Regions from separate parts of the Sus scrofa genome. Here all the other regions are linked to region 1. A link is a contact called in public Hi-C and promoter capture Hi-C data. All regions are on one chromosome and are shown on one strand. The core of a region is the stretch at or near the end of the contact, and the rest is flanking DNA. Distances in the headings are between cores, read along the strand shown. Region 1 holds the start of ZC3H7A (zinc finger CCCH domain-containing protein 7A). Region 2 holds the start of SOCS1 (suppressor of cytokine signaling 1). Region 3 holds the start of CLEC16A (protein CLEC16A).

Region 1 (3,467 bases), core at 444-2,943:
GGTAATTAAGTGAAGTCATGAGGTGCGGGGGGCAAGCCAACATGACAGGTGTCCTTACAGGAAGAGAAATGCTTACATACCCGGCAAAGGCCCCGTGAAGACACGGCAAGAAGGCTGTCCTCTGCAGGCCAAGGGGAGAGTTCTCTTCACAAACCAACCCTGCCAACACCTTGATCTTGGACTTCCAACCTCCAGAACATGAAAAAATGAATTCTAATTTAAGCCTCCAGGTCTGTGCATAGAAAACGGACTTAAGCAGGTGAAACGGACTTAACCTTGGGGGGCGGGGAGAAGGGAGGACTGGGAGTTTGGGTTGAACAGATCCAAGCTAGTATATACAAGCTAAATAACAAGGTTCTACTGGATAATACAGGGAAGGAACTATATTCAGTATCTTGTGATAAACCATAATGGAGAAGAATACGAAAAAGAATGCGTGTTATGTAGATGTGGGTGTGCCTGTGTGGATATATGAGTCACTTAGCTGTACAGCAGAAATTAACACATTACCATAATTCAATTAAAAAAAAAAAAAAAGCCTCCAAACCTGCCATATTTTGTTACAGCAGCCTGAGCTAATGAATACATCTGGTTTGTAAATCTACTCAGACCACTGTCAGAGTCACCGGGCTAGTTTCTCCCTTTTTCTCACCCCTCCTATGGCTCAGTCTCTGCACAGTAGCCAGAGAGCTTTTCTCAGGTGCAAATCACATCCTGTCACTCCCAAATCAGACCCATTAGTGCCACACAGAATAAACTCCAAAGTCCCCCATCACCCGCCCACCCTCCCTCCCTGCCACCAGCCAAAGAGGACTCTCCTGTTCAAGCTCCAGCCTCAAGGCCTTTGCACTCGCCCTTCCCTCTGCCTGGAGAACATTCTCCATCTCCCTGGCCATCACCTTCTCAGAACCTTCCCAGAGTCATCCCTCTACCGTAAGTGAAGCCCGCCCATCACGGTCTCATTCCCCTGCTGTAATCTCGGTTTACACCGTCGGAAATGGTCTCCTTCGCGTCTCGGAGGGTCCCCACCGCTACTCCCCATCCCGCTATGGGACAGAGACCCTGCCTTGCCCACTGCTGAGCCCTAGAGCACAGTGGGCTGTTGAAAATACAGGTGGATGAGGTGGCATTTGGGCGGAGACCTGAAAGGCAGGGAGCCAGGCCCGCTCAGGGTCCAACCCAGAGCTGCTCCTGAGCTCTGCCCCCCTTCCTCTGCTGTAGGGGTGTAGGAATGGGGACAACGATGCTTGTTCTGAGGCTCCGAAGGGTTACAATTGGCAAAGTACGAAACACCGGCTTAGGATTTGCTAAATAAAGTGTCTCCGGGGAGGCCTCCCCATACCCGAAACTAGGTCAGCTCCCTGGTAGACGCTGTTCTAACTCCCTGCTCTTCGGCTCCAGGGCCGCTGCCCAGAAAAAACACCCACGGCGCATGTGAATTGCACGTCCACCCAGAATTAGTTCTCAGCACCGGCGCGTCCGAGCATCCCTTGGCCCTACTCGCTCCCTCCCGCGGTCCCAGCCCGCTGCGGACCGCGCTCCCGCTCGGGAGGCGGCCCCGGAACCCACGGCGGAGGATCTCTGCAGCCCGGCCCGACGTGGCGTCGCCGCCGCCACCGCCCCCGGCGCCGACGCTCGCGGTCGCAGCCAATGGCCGCGTCTCCCGGGCGGCGGGCGCGGCCTCCGGCCACTAGAGGGCGCCGCGCGGGCGCAGCGGAGCCGCCGCCGCCGCCGGTCGCGGAGGGAAGGTGAGAGCGAGCGCCCAGGCCGCTGCCGCCGCCGCCGCCGCCCGCTCACCGCGCGCTGCTGTCCGTCCCCCGGCGCGGCCGTCCCCGCAGGTAGGTGGGTCCCGCCGGGCCCCGCCGCCCTCCCGGCCCGCGCGCCGCCCCTCCCCCGCCGGCGCCCCCGCCCGGCGCGCCCCCGCCGCCGCCTCGTGCTCGCGCGCGCCGGTAACGGACGCCGGGCGGGGGAGGGGCGGCGCGCAAGGCCGCCCCGCGGCAGCCGAGGGGGCGGAGGGCTCGGCCACAAAGGGCGCGCGGCCCCTGCGGAGGGGCGGTCCGAGCGCGCGCCGCCGCGGGGCTCCGCGGGCGGGCGGGTCCTTGTCCCCTCCCTCCGATGGGGGCGGCGGGGGTCTCACCCTGGGGGCGCGTGTCCCCCTAGCGGGGCGTAGAGGGCTCCCGCTCCCTCCATCCCATGCTTGCGTGCATTTCCGTTGGCAAAATACCTCCTCTCTGGTTATTTAACTAAAAAAAAAAAAAAGGATTTTTTTGTTTTCATTATTTCTCTCTGTTTCTGTGATCGGGGACCCCTAATTCAGTACCGTAGGTTTGGGGGCGGGAAGGATGAGCCCGGTGCGCTTGGCTCGTTTATTTCGGGCTGTTCCCCCCCCCCCTTTTTTTTTGCGCGGGGCGCACGTCTAGGACGCGCGGCGAATTGTTTCCTATCTTTTTTGTGGATCTGGAGACGGCCAGGCTTTAGGTTTCTTTCCCCACCCTTAAAGAATGAGGACCTGTCAGTTCCCATTAGCGTGAATTTCCTGTTGGGGACGGTCATTGCCGGGGTGTGGTCCAGCTGGAAAGCTCCGGCTGGTCCCCGAGAGGTCGCGCCTGCACCCTGATTGGGTGAATTTATCGGGAGTTGAGTATTTTCCCTGTCCCCCGGAATGTAGGCATGAAAGAAGGTGCCGTGTTTGGTATTTAAGGACCGAGGGTCTGCCCAGACTCGAGGTGCCCTGCCCGGGAAGGTGGCCACTGGCCGCAAGGAGCTGTTGAACACTTGGAATGTGGCTAGACGGAGTTGAGATGTGCTCCCAGTGAAAAAGACACACCTGATTTTGAACGCTTAGTAAGGAAAAAAAGTAAAGATATCTCATTCATAATTCTTTCCAAGTTAAATAATAGCGGTTGAGATGATACTGTTTTGAACATAGTGGGTTGACTCAAATATATTATTGTCATTGGTTTCTTTTTACTTCTTTTTAACACAGTTACTTGAACATTGAAAATTAAATGTACGACTGGCATATTTCTGTTGGACAGCGTTCAGCTGGAGCATTGGAATGAGGGCAGGGGTAGTAGGAGCTTCTGCCATCTGTTTTCTCTTTGCCTGCTTCTCTGATGGCATGTGGCCTCCTCTCTCCTAGACACTCTTCCTTCTCACCCTCCGCTGAACTGTCGAGCCCATGGCTTAAGGAGGATTTTGTCCTCATTTGCAGTCAAGTTCATGGACAGAATTTTCTTTGGGGAAAAAATGTCATCTCCTGTGCACTGGAGTACACGGTGGAAATAGTTGCAGAGGATTGGACTCAGTCGGATCATAAGTTATTGAAGCTGCGTGTTTGCAATATTTGCGTGTGTGTGATACAGCGAGCCTGCTCATGTTCAGGGCCTCTGCCATCTGAAAGCCTTTCTCCAAGTTACTCTGACTTTTGCTTGGGGGCCCCTGTCATGCCCTGACGTCACTACACC
Region 2 (3,794 bases), core at 219-2,718, 550 kb after region 1:
GAGCTCCCCCTCCACCAGTCACTGAGCCTCAGTTTCTCCGGCTGCGGCGTAGTAGAGCGCCGGCCAAGGCCACCGGCAACCGACCTTGCCCGGCCCCGCCCGGTTTCCGAGGAACTGTGTGAGCAGCGAAGGCGCCCCTCCCGCGCCGCCGAAGGGTTCCTCCGAAGCCTGTGGTCAGATCGTCGCTTCCTGGGAAGCCCAAGCCAAAACTGGGGACAGCAACAGGCAGGGAGGGGCGCAGAAGCAGCCATCTAGAGGCTCCGGCACTACGGGGCAGAGCAATGGCGAAAGCAGTCCGGAGGGGTCCCAAACGAGACCCCAAGGGCGGGTGGAGGTGTCTGGCTCCAGAGTAGAGGACCCAGATCTAGCCAAGGTGGGTGATGAGACACCTGATGGGGCAGAAGAATGTGCTAGGGTCAGTCCAAAGTATCCTTAAGGGGTTGGCTGCAGAAATCTGCGACCGAGAGCAGTGGCGGGGGCGGGGGAAGCTGGGCCACTAGGTCCGAAGGGGCGTCTGAGAACTGCCCAGGGAGCTCAGGGATGGGGCTGGAGACCTGAATAGAGGGGTCCTAGGACAGGTGCGAGGCTAGATCAGGACAGGGGGCCTCCCGGGGAAAGGTTCCCGGATTTGTGGCAAAGGTCGAGCGAGCCTGGCCTCCGAGGCGCGCACAAAAAGAAACCGAAAGTGGCGCGGAAGGGCGGGCCTGTAGTGGGGGGGGGGGTGTAGCCGTAGGGGGCGGGGCCTTCACTGACCACACCTCCAAGCCAGTTTAAAAGACTGGTGCAGGGGCGGGCGCGGAGCAGAGCGAGCTGCGGCCGTGGCAGCTGCACGGCTCCCGGCCCCGGAGCATGCACGAGAGCCGCCCCGGAGACCCCCGCCGCCCCGCCCGCGGCGCCCCGCGCCCCGCCGCCAGGTGAGCCCGGCACTGGGCAAGAAAGCGGGAGGGAAAGGGGAGGACGGCACAGGACAGCCAGGTTGCCAGGGCGGCCTCGGGCGCTGCGTGGTGGGGTCGCGGCCGCCACGCCCCTAGCCCCGGCTGGCTCCACCCTGGCAGACCCCCGCGCTTGGGGGTTCCCGCAACGCAGCTTTTCTGCCTTTGCGCAAATCTCGGAGTCGAGGCGCCAATCCCCGGCCTGGCCAGCAGGCGGCGGCCGTAGGGCGGCGAATGGGGAGCCGAGTGGCCGGAGTTGGGGCTGGTTTCTCCAAAGCACCTCTCTCCACGCCCCCCTCTCTTAACCAAACTTTGAGCGACTCCGAGCCCCACCGAGCTCCCAGCCGCGTGGAAGTACTCTGCGGACGGGGAAGCCCATTTTCTAGATGAGACCACTGAGGCTCAAAGGGCCGCCCCGACCTGGTCTTGCGCCCTCGACCCATTAGAAACGGATCCCCACCCCTCCTAAGTTGCCTCGCGGGTTCTCACCTGCCCAGCCCCACCCAGACTCCCCGCTCACTGACTGTCTCCCCCATCAGCGCACCCCCGGACGCTATGGCCCACCCCTCCGGCCGACCCCGCGTGTAGGATGGTAGCACACAACCAGGTGGCAGCCGACAATGCAATCTCCACGGCAGCAGAGCCCCGACGGCGGCCAGAGCATTCCTCCTCCTCCTCCTCCTCTTCATCTTCATCCTCCTCCTCCTCCTCACCCGGGGTCCCGGCGCGCCCGCGGCCCTGCCCGGCGGCCCCGGCTCCAGCCCCGGGCGACACGCACTTCCGCACGTTCCGCTCGCACGCCGACTACCGGCGCATCACCCGCGCCAGCGCGCTCCTCGACGCCTGCGGCTTCTACTGGGGGCCTCTGAGCGTGCACGGGGCGCACGAGCGGCTGCGCGCCGAGCCCGTGGGCACCTTCCTGGTGCGCGACAGCCGCCAGCGGAACTGCTTCTTCGCCCTCAGTGTGAAGATGGCTTCGGGCCCCACAAGCATCCGCGTGCACTTCCAGGCCGGCCGCTTCCACCTGGACGGCAGCCGCGAGAGCTTCGACTGCCTCTTCGAGCTGCTGGAGCACTACGTGGCGGCGCCGCGCCGCATGCTGGGGGCCCCGCTGCGCCAGCGCCGCGTGCGGCCGCTGCAGGAGCTGTGCCGCCAGCGCATTGTGGCTACCGTGGGCCGCGAGAACCTGGCGCGCATCCCCCTCAACCCCGTCCTCCGCGATTACTTGAGCTCCTTCCCCTTCCAGATATGATCGGCCGCGCCCGCCCTGCACGGAGCATTAACTGGGGCGCCTTATTATTTTCTATTATTAATTATTATTTCCTTGGAACCATGTGGGTTGGAGGGAGCGAGTGTGGGGGCGAGGCGCCTCCCGCCCTCGGCTGGAGACCCCTCCCGTAGACCCCTCCCCACCTCTTGTGGGGGTGCCCCCTCTTGGTGCTCCCTCTGGGTCCCCCTGGTTGTCCCCCTGGTAGTAGCTTAACTTAACTATCTGGGGCCAGGACCTGAACTCAGTACCTCCTACCTCTTCATGTTTACATATACCCAGTATCTTTGCACAAACCAGGGGTTGGGGGAGGGTCTCTGGCTTTATTTTTCTGCTGTGCAGAATCCTATTTTATATTTTTTACCACCAGTTTAGGTAATAAACTTTATTATGAAAGTTTTTTTTTTTTTTAAGAAAAAAGGTTTCTAGAGCGTGTGCTTTGGTCAAAGGTTTTCCATGATTCTGAGCGGGTCCCCGGGGTCCTAAGACTGACCTGTTCAGCTTGGCCAAAGGCCGTGTGGGGCCCAAGTTCTGGCTGGGAGCCCTGCATGGCTCTACCCACAGTGCTCAAGGGGAGAGGAACAGTTTGTCTAGTTTTGGTCTTGTCTCTGGTAACATGGCAGCTCGAGTTTGAGCACTTAATGTGTGCCAAGCCCTATTCTGTGCTTCACATGCTTAAATTGACTTAATCTATAAAGACAACCCTATGAAGCAAGGCTCTAATCCCCATCTTACAGAAGAGAACACTGAGGCATTTTAAATTTGCCTGTGGTCATCCCTATGGCCTTTTTTGGCTGTCCTCCCAGAAATCTGAAATGGATGACAGAGAGGAAACTTCTTTCATTCTATGACCACAACTTCTTCCAGGAAGAGGGTGGGGGTGGGGGCTCGATGAGTTTTTGGAAGGAGTGGCACATTCTGAAACTCAGTATCTAGGGAGACATAGTTTAAATGGGATGGGGATTCAGTGCTGGGTCTGACTTCCTTCTTCCCGCTCTCTTCTAACTCATGTACTTTTTGGTGAACACACAACTTGGAGCCAGAAAGACGCTTTGTGGTCTGTGGTGGAAGGAGGGCCCTTTTGGCGGCTTTGGGCAATTCCCTTTGCCTCTCGGGGCCTCAGTGACTACCTCTAAAATGGGCTGGCTGGAAGAGGTGCTTTGCTGTAACCCTCAGCAGCAGGCACTGATGCGTAGTGGTTGGAGGAGGTGGTGTTTTTGGGAACTTGGGCTGGCCAGCATCACCAGAGGGTTCCCAGGCTACTCCTGCATCTGTGGCCGGCCTGCTGGCCACTCACACCTGAGCTGCTGCTCTTGGTGGATTGAGCCACTTTCAGGTTTAGGGTTAAGCAGCCTCACAGACACATTACACTTCATTTTTAGAAGTCAGAATGGCCCTCTGCAGCCTTGGACATGCTTGTGATGGAGTGTCCTAATATTTAATAATACCTTTCAGACTTGAAAGTGCAGCATAAAATTAACTTGATAACCAGAGAGCTGGGGCGGCCCAGGCTTGTCTTGGGGATTAAATAGATTCCGGGCCTCAAGGTTAAGGATGGCCAGGAGAGATTTAGGATCTCGGAGAGCTTTGGCAAT
Region 3 (3,696 bases), core at 262-2,761, 830 kb after region 1:
CCGGGTCCTTAGTTCACTGTGCCACAGCAGAACTCCCATGTTTTTCATTCTTTAAGTATCCACTGAGCTCCTACTGTGTGCCAGGCACAGAGCTAGATGCTGGGAATACAGGCGTAAGCAAAACAAGTTCTCTGGCCTCCTGGAGGTACCAGGTTAGGAGAAAACAGAAAAGTAGTAAAAAAAAAAAAAAAACAAATAACAACAACAACAACAACAGGGTAACTGCAGATAGTGGAGATGAATCAAACGAATGAAATCAAGAGAAAGCTCTAACAGAAAGGAATTGGGGTAAGGGAAGCAGTTTAGGTAGGGTGGTCTGAGAAGCCCTTGCCCAGCTAATAAACACAGCTACCATTATTGGCCACCTACTGAATAACAGACAGCGGATCGATCTATTTCCACGAACAGCATTACTGAATCCTTGCGCAATGTTCGTCACCCCCATTTGCACATGAGGAATCAGAGGCTCAGAGAGGTGAAGCAATTTGTCCAAGGTCACACAGCCATTAAATGGTGGAATCAGGATTTGAATGCAGATCTGACTGCAAAGCCACTCTGTACTTCTTTCTGCTTCCCAGGACCACCTCTGCCACCTGTCCTCACCCAAAGCTCTACTCTGACAGTCCCTCTTTAGACTCTCCTAAGAAACTAATTTAAAAAAAAAAATACTGTCCTTTATCAAGCACTTGGACAAGCTTCCAATTTTTTGTACATTCTCTTATTCTACCCACAAAAGAATGGTAGGAAGCAGGGGCTGTCACTATATCCATTTTACCACTGAGGAAACAGAAGCCTAAATTCACACACTTAAATTCGAACCCACATGTCTCTGACTCCAGGATCCAAACCTCCGACCCCCAAGCTGTCCAGCCTAAGAAGTACCACCCCGGGGAAGCTTGGTGCCCATTGTCCGACCCGGGCAAGAACGAAATCTGCATCCGTAAACTGAAATCTCATCCCCTTACTCTACTGATGCAAAAACCGAGACTCTGAGAAACCAAGCGACTTGCCCAAGGTCACACAGAGAGGAGCTACGGGGTCAGGGTTCAAACACAGGCGCCCTGAGCGCAGAGCCCTTAGCTCTTAACTACCACACAGCTTTTCTCGGGCGCCTCTCTCAGCCCTCCGCCTCCGCTCTCACACTTCCCAGCGCCCCCGGCCCAGGGCTATGCGCCCCCAACCCCACGTCCAGCCCCGCGGCCTCCCCCCTCTGCCCCAATACACTCACTTGAGGTGGTCCAAGGAGTGGATATTGCGGGAAGACTTGCCATGGCCCCCGCCCACCCAGCTCCGCGAGCGGCCAAACATGTCGGCGGCCCTGGCCCGTTGCTTGCTTCACGGTCTCATGCCCGAGCGGCTGAGCGGCTGGACGCCTGCTGCGGCGGCAGAAACGGAGGAGGTAACGAAGGGGGTGGCGGGGACACCACCAACCACCTTCCTATCCGGCCCACAGCCCCGCACTGACATTCAGCCGGAACCGGCCGTTCGACCGCCGCGCTTTACGGCCGCCGCCACGAGGAGAGCTGGGAAATGCAGTTCACCCTCGACGCCCCTGCTGCCAGGACTCTACGTACGAACTACAAGGCCCAGCGTGCATCACGCAACTGCGGGCCAGCGGCCTCGGAAAAGAGGCGGAGCGAGACGGGGGTAGTCCGCAGTATTGCTTGGATGGGCGGGAACGGGAAAGCTATGGGCGAAGCCCTAAGAAATGAGTCCGTGAAGATGCGTGAATAAAAGTTACCACAATATTAATAATTATTAGCTTTATGATAAGAATAAGAATACCTGTTGCTTGGCGTACTATGTGCCACTGCCCTAAGCGGCTTACATATATTGTCATTTAATTCTCTTAAAAACCCTCTGAGGTGAGTACTATTATCTCTGTTTTTAGCAGAAGGAAACTGAATCACAGAAGGGTTGACTTGTCCAAGGTCATAACAGTTATTAAGGGGCAGAACCAGGGTTCAAACCCAGGCACCCTGGTTTTTATCCCCCATGAACAAAACTGCACCAAATTGGTAACAGTCTGAATTATCCTCACAACTTTTCTTTTTCTACTAAAATTAAAAAATAAATATTGAAAGGCCTTCAAGCAACAATGTACCAAAATTGAACGTCCTGTACTTTCAGAGTTCTCTGGTCTTCACCCAAAATCCATACCATTTCCAAAACAACCACGTTTTTAAAAATAAGGAAATACCCAGCTTCCTACACCAGCCAAGATGTATCTACATTTCTCTTCTGGATTAGGAGGGAGAAATTTTGTGGAGGCAATTTTTTTCCTATGTATTCATTTCTACACCTCATAGTTATCAAAGGTCTACTGTGTCGCTTAGGACAGAATTGGACTAAGAAGCCAATGTTCTCCCCAATGCCTAGCACAAAGTTTGGCACATAATAGGTGTTCAACAAGTGTTGGCAGAGTGAATAAATGAATGACAGTTTGTTTCATTTTCACCAGTTGGAGGATTAATGGTTTGCTCTGCAGTTCACCTAAAGGAGCAAGAGACAGTCATGGAGAAAATAGGGCAGGTTCTGTCCTCCAAACACCCACAGGCCCAGAAGCTTCCAGAGTCCTTCTGTTTCTCAGTTTTCTCGTCTGTAGAAAGGGATGACATACTACACTTCCCCATCTGGCTGCAATTAAGCAATGCATGTAAAGCACCCAGCTCAGTGTGGCCTGCTTAACTGCTTTGGAGGGTGCTTTGGGCAAGATCAGTTGCTTGGTGGATGTACAGGTGTTGCCCCTGAGGAGGGGAATCAGAGGGAAATTACTTTTCTGTGTATTTCTTGGTTAAAACCACGTGCATTATTACTGCTTTAAAACAAGTTTCTCAAAGTAAAAACAAGAAGCAATTCTCCTGCTGCAGACCTGACCTGCCTTATTACGCAGATTCCCCCCACTCCCATCCCGCCCCGTACCGCGGGGCTGGACCTTCCAGCAGCCAGAATTTGGAGAGATGAAGGGGACTGGTCGATCTTCCCCACCGAGGACAATTTGCCACTTCAGGGAAATCCAAAATTTTCACTGGTAAGGTCCACCGCCCCGACCCTGCCTCTTTTTTCAACTGGTAAATTGACTCCCAAAAAGGCTTGGCGCCAATACTCAAATCCAGCAGGTGCTAATGAAACCAAGGTTTCCCTCAGTTTTGGTAGCCTTAGGATACGTCTAGGTTTGAAATGTGTTCTAACTCTTTCCCTTCCCCCTACTCCGTCGCGGATTCACTGAGAAAATTGTATTCCAGATCTGCTCTGAGTCCGGAACTAGGAAAGAAACTCAGCAGCCAGCACCTCGAGGGGCGGAGCGCGGAGGTACCCGCCCATCTGACGGCTCGGGCCAATCAGTGTTGGCTTTGAGGTTACCAATCAGCGCAGGCTGGGGCGGCGGGCCAATCAGCGCGGGGCTGCTCCGGAGGCGGTGCTCGGAATGCGACCAGGAGAGCGACGCGGCGGCCGCAGCTATGGGCGCTGGGCCTTCGGGGGCGCGGAGAGGGCTCGAGGAACGGCTGGGCGCGGCTGAAGAGACCGCCGCCGGGACTGGCCCTTGAGATGACCCGCGGCGAGGGTCCCCGCAGGCGCTGCGAGGGCCCGTGAGCGCGAGCGGGACACATCGGAGGAGCCGGGCAGCCGCCGGCTACTTCAGGGGGATCCGCCTGACCGCTGGGCAGATCTACAGGGCCGTGTGGGCACCTCTGG

The links. Promoter capture Hi-C pulls out the DNA fragments that hold promoters and counts their contacts. A called contact is a pair of places that touch in the nucleus more often than the background predicts.
Region 2: a contact with region 1 is called in a Hi-C map of embryonic fibroblasts, with 3 times the contacts expected there. The contact joins the promoter of SOCS1 here to the promoter of ZC3H7A in region 1. A contact is called at or near these places in 3 of 5 promoter capture datasets (fetal liver, fetal skeletal muscle and liver), 4 of 47 Hi-C or Micro-C datasets (embryonic fibroblasts, epiblast stem cells, heart right ventricle and 1 more) and 1 of 2 datasets of contacts at active chromatin or transcription factors (alveolar macrophages).
Region 3: a contact with region 1 is called in a promoter capture Hi-C map of fetal liver, with 3 times the contacts expected there. The contact joins the promoter of CLEC16A here to the promoter of ZC3H7A in region 1. A contact is called at or near these places in 3 of 5 promoter capture datasets (fetal liver, fetal skeletal muscle and liver), 6 of 47 Hi-C or Micro-C datasets (embryonic fibroblasts, fetal skeletal muscle, heart right ventricle and 3 more) and 2 of 2 datasets of contacts at active chromatin or transcription factors (alveolar macrophages and skeletal muscle).

Annotation. Positions count from the first base shown.
Region 1 is chr3:31,330,793-31,334,259 of Sscrofa11.1, forward strand. It overlaps ZC3H7A (zinc finger CCCH domain-containing protein 7A), which reads left to right and starts at 1,694. Exons shown (of 23, transcript XM_021086593.1): 1 at 1,694-1,838.
Region 2 is chr3:31,880,423-31,884,216 of Sscrofa11.1, forward strand. SOCS1 (suppressor of cytokine signaling 1) reads left to right here and starts at 1,469. Exons shown (of 1, transcript NM_001204768.1): 1 at 1,469-2,300. The coding sequence starts at 1,522. The coding sequence ends at 2,184.
Region 3 is chr3:32,156,832-32,160,527 of Sscrofa11.1, forward strand. CLEC16A (protein CLEC16A) reads right to left here and starts at 1,512. Exons shown (of 25, transcript XM_021086617.1): 1 at 1,229-1,512. The coding sequence starts at 1,308. DEXI (dexamethasone-induced protein) reads left to right here and starts at 3,391. Exons shown (of 2, transcript XM_003124598.4): 1 at 3,391-3,696.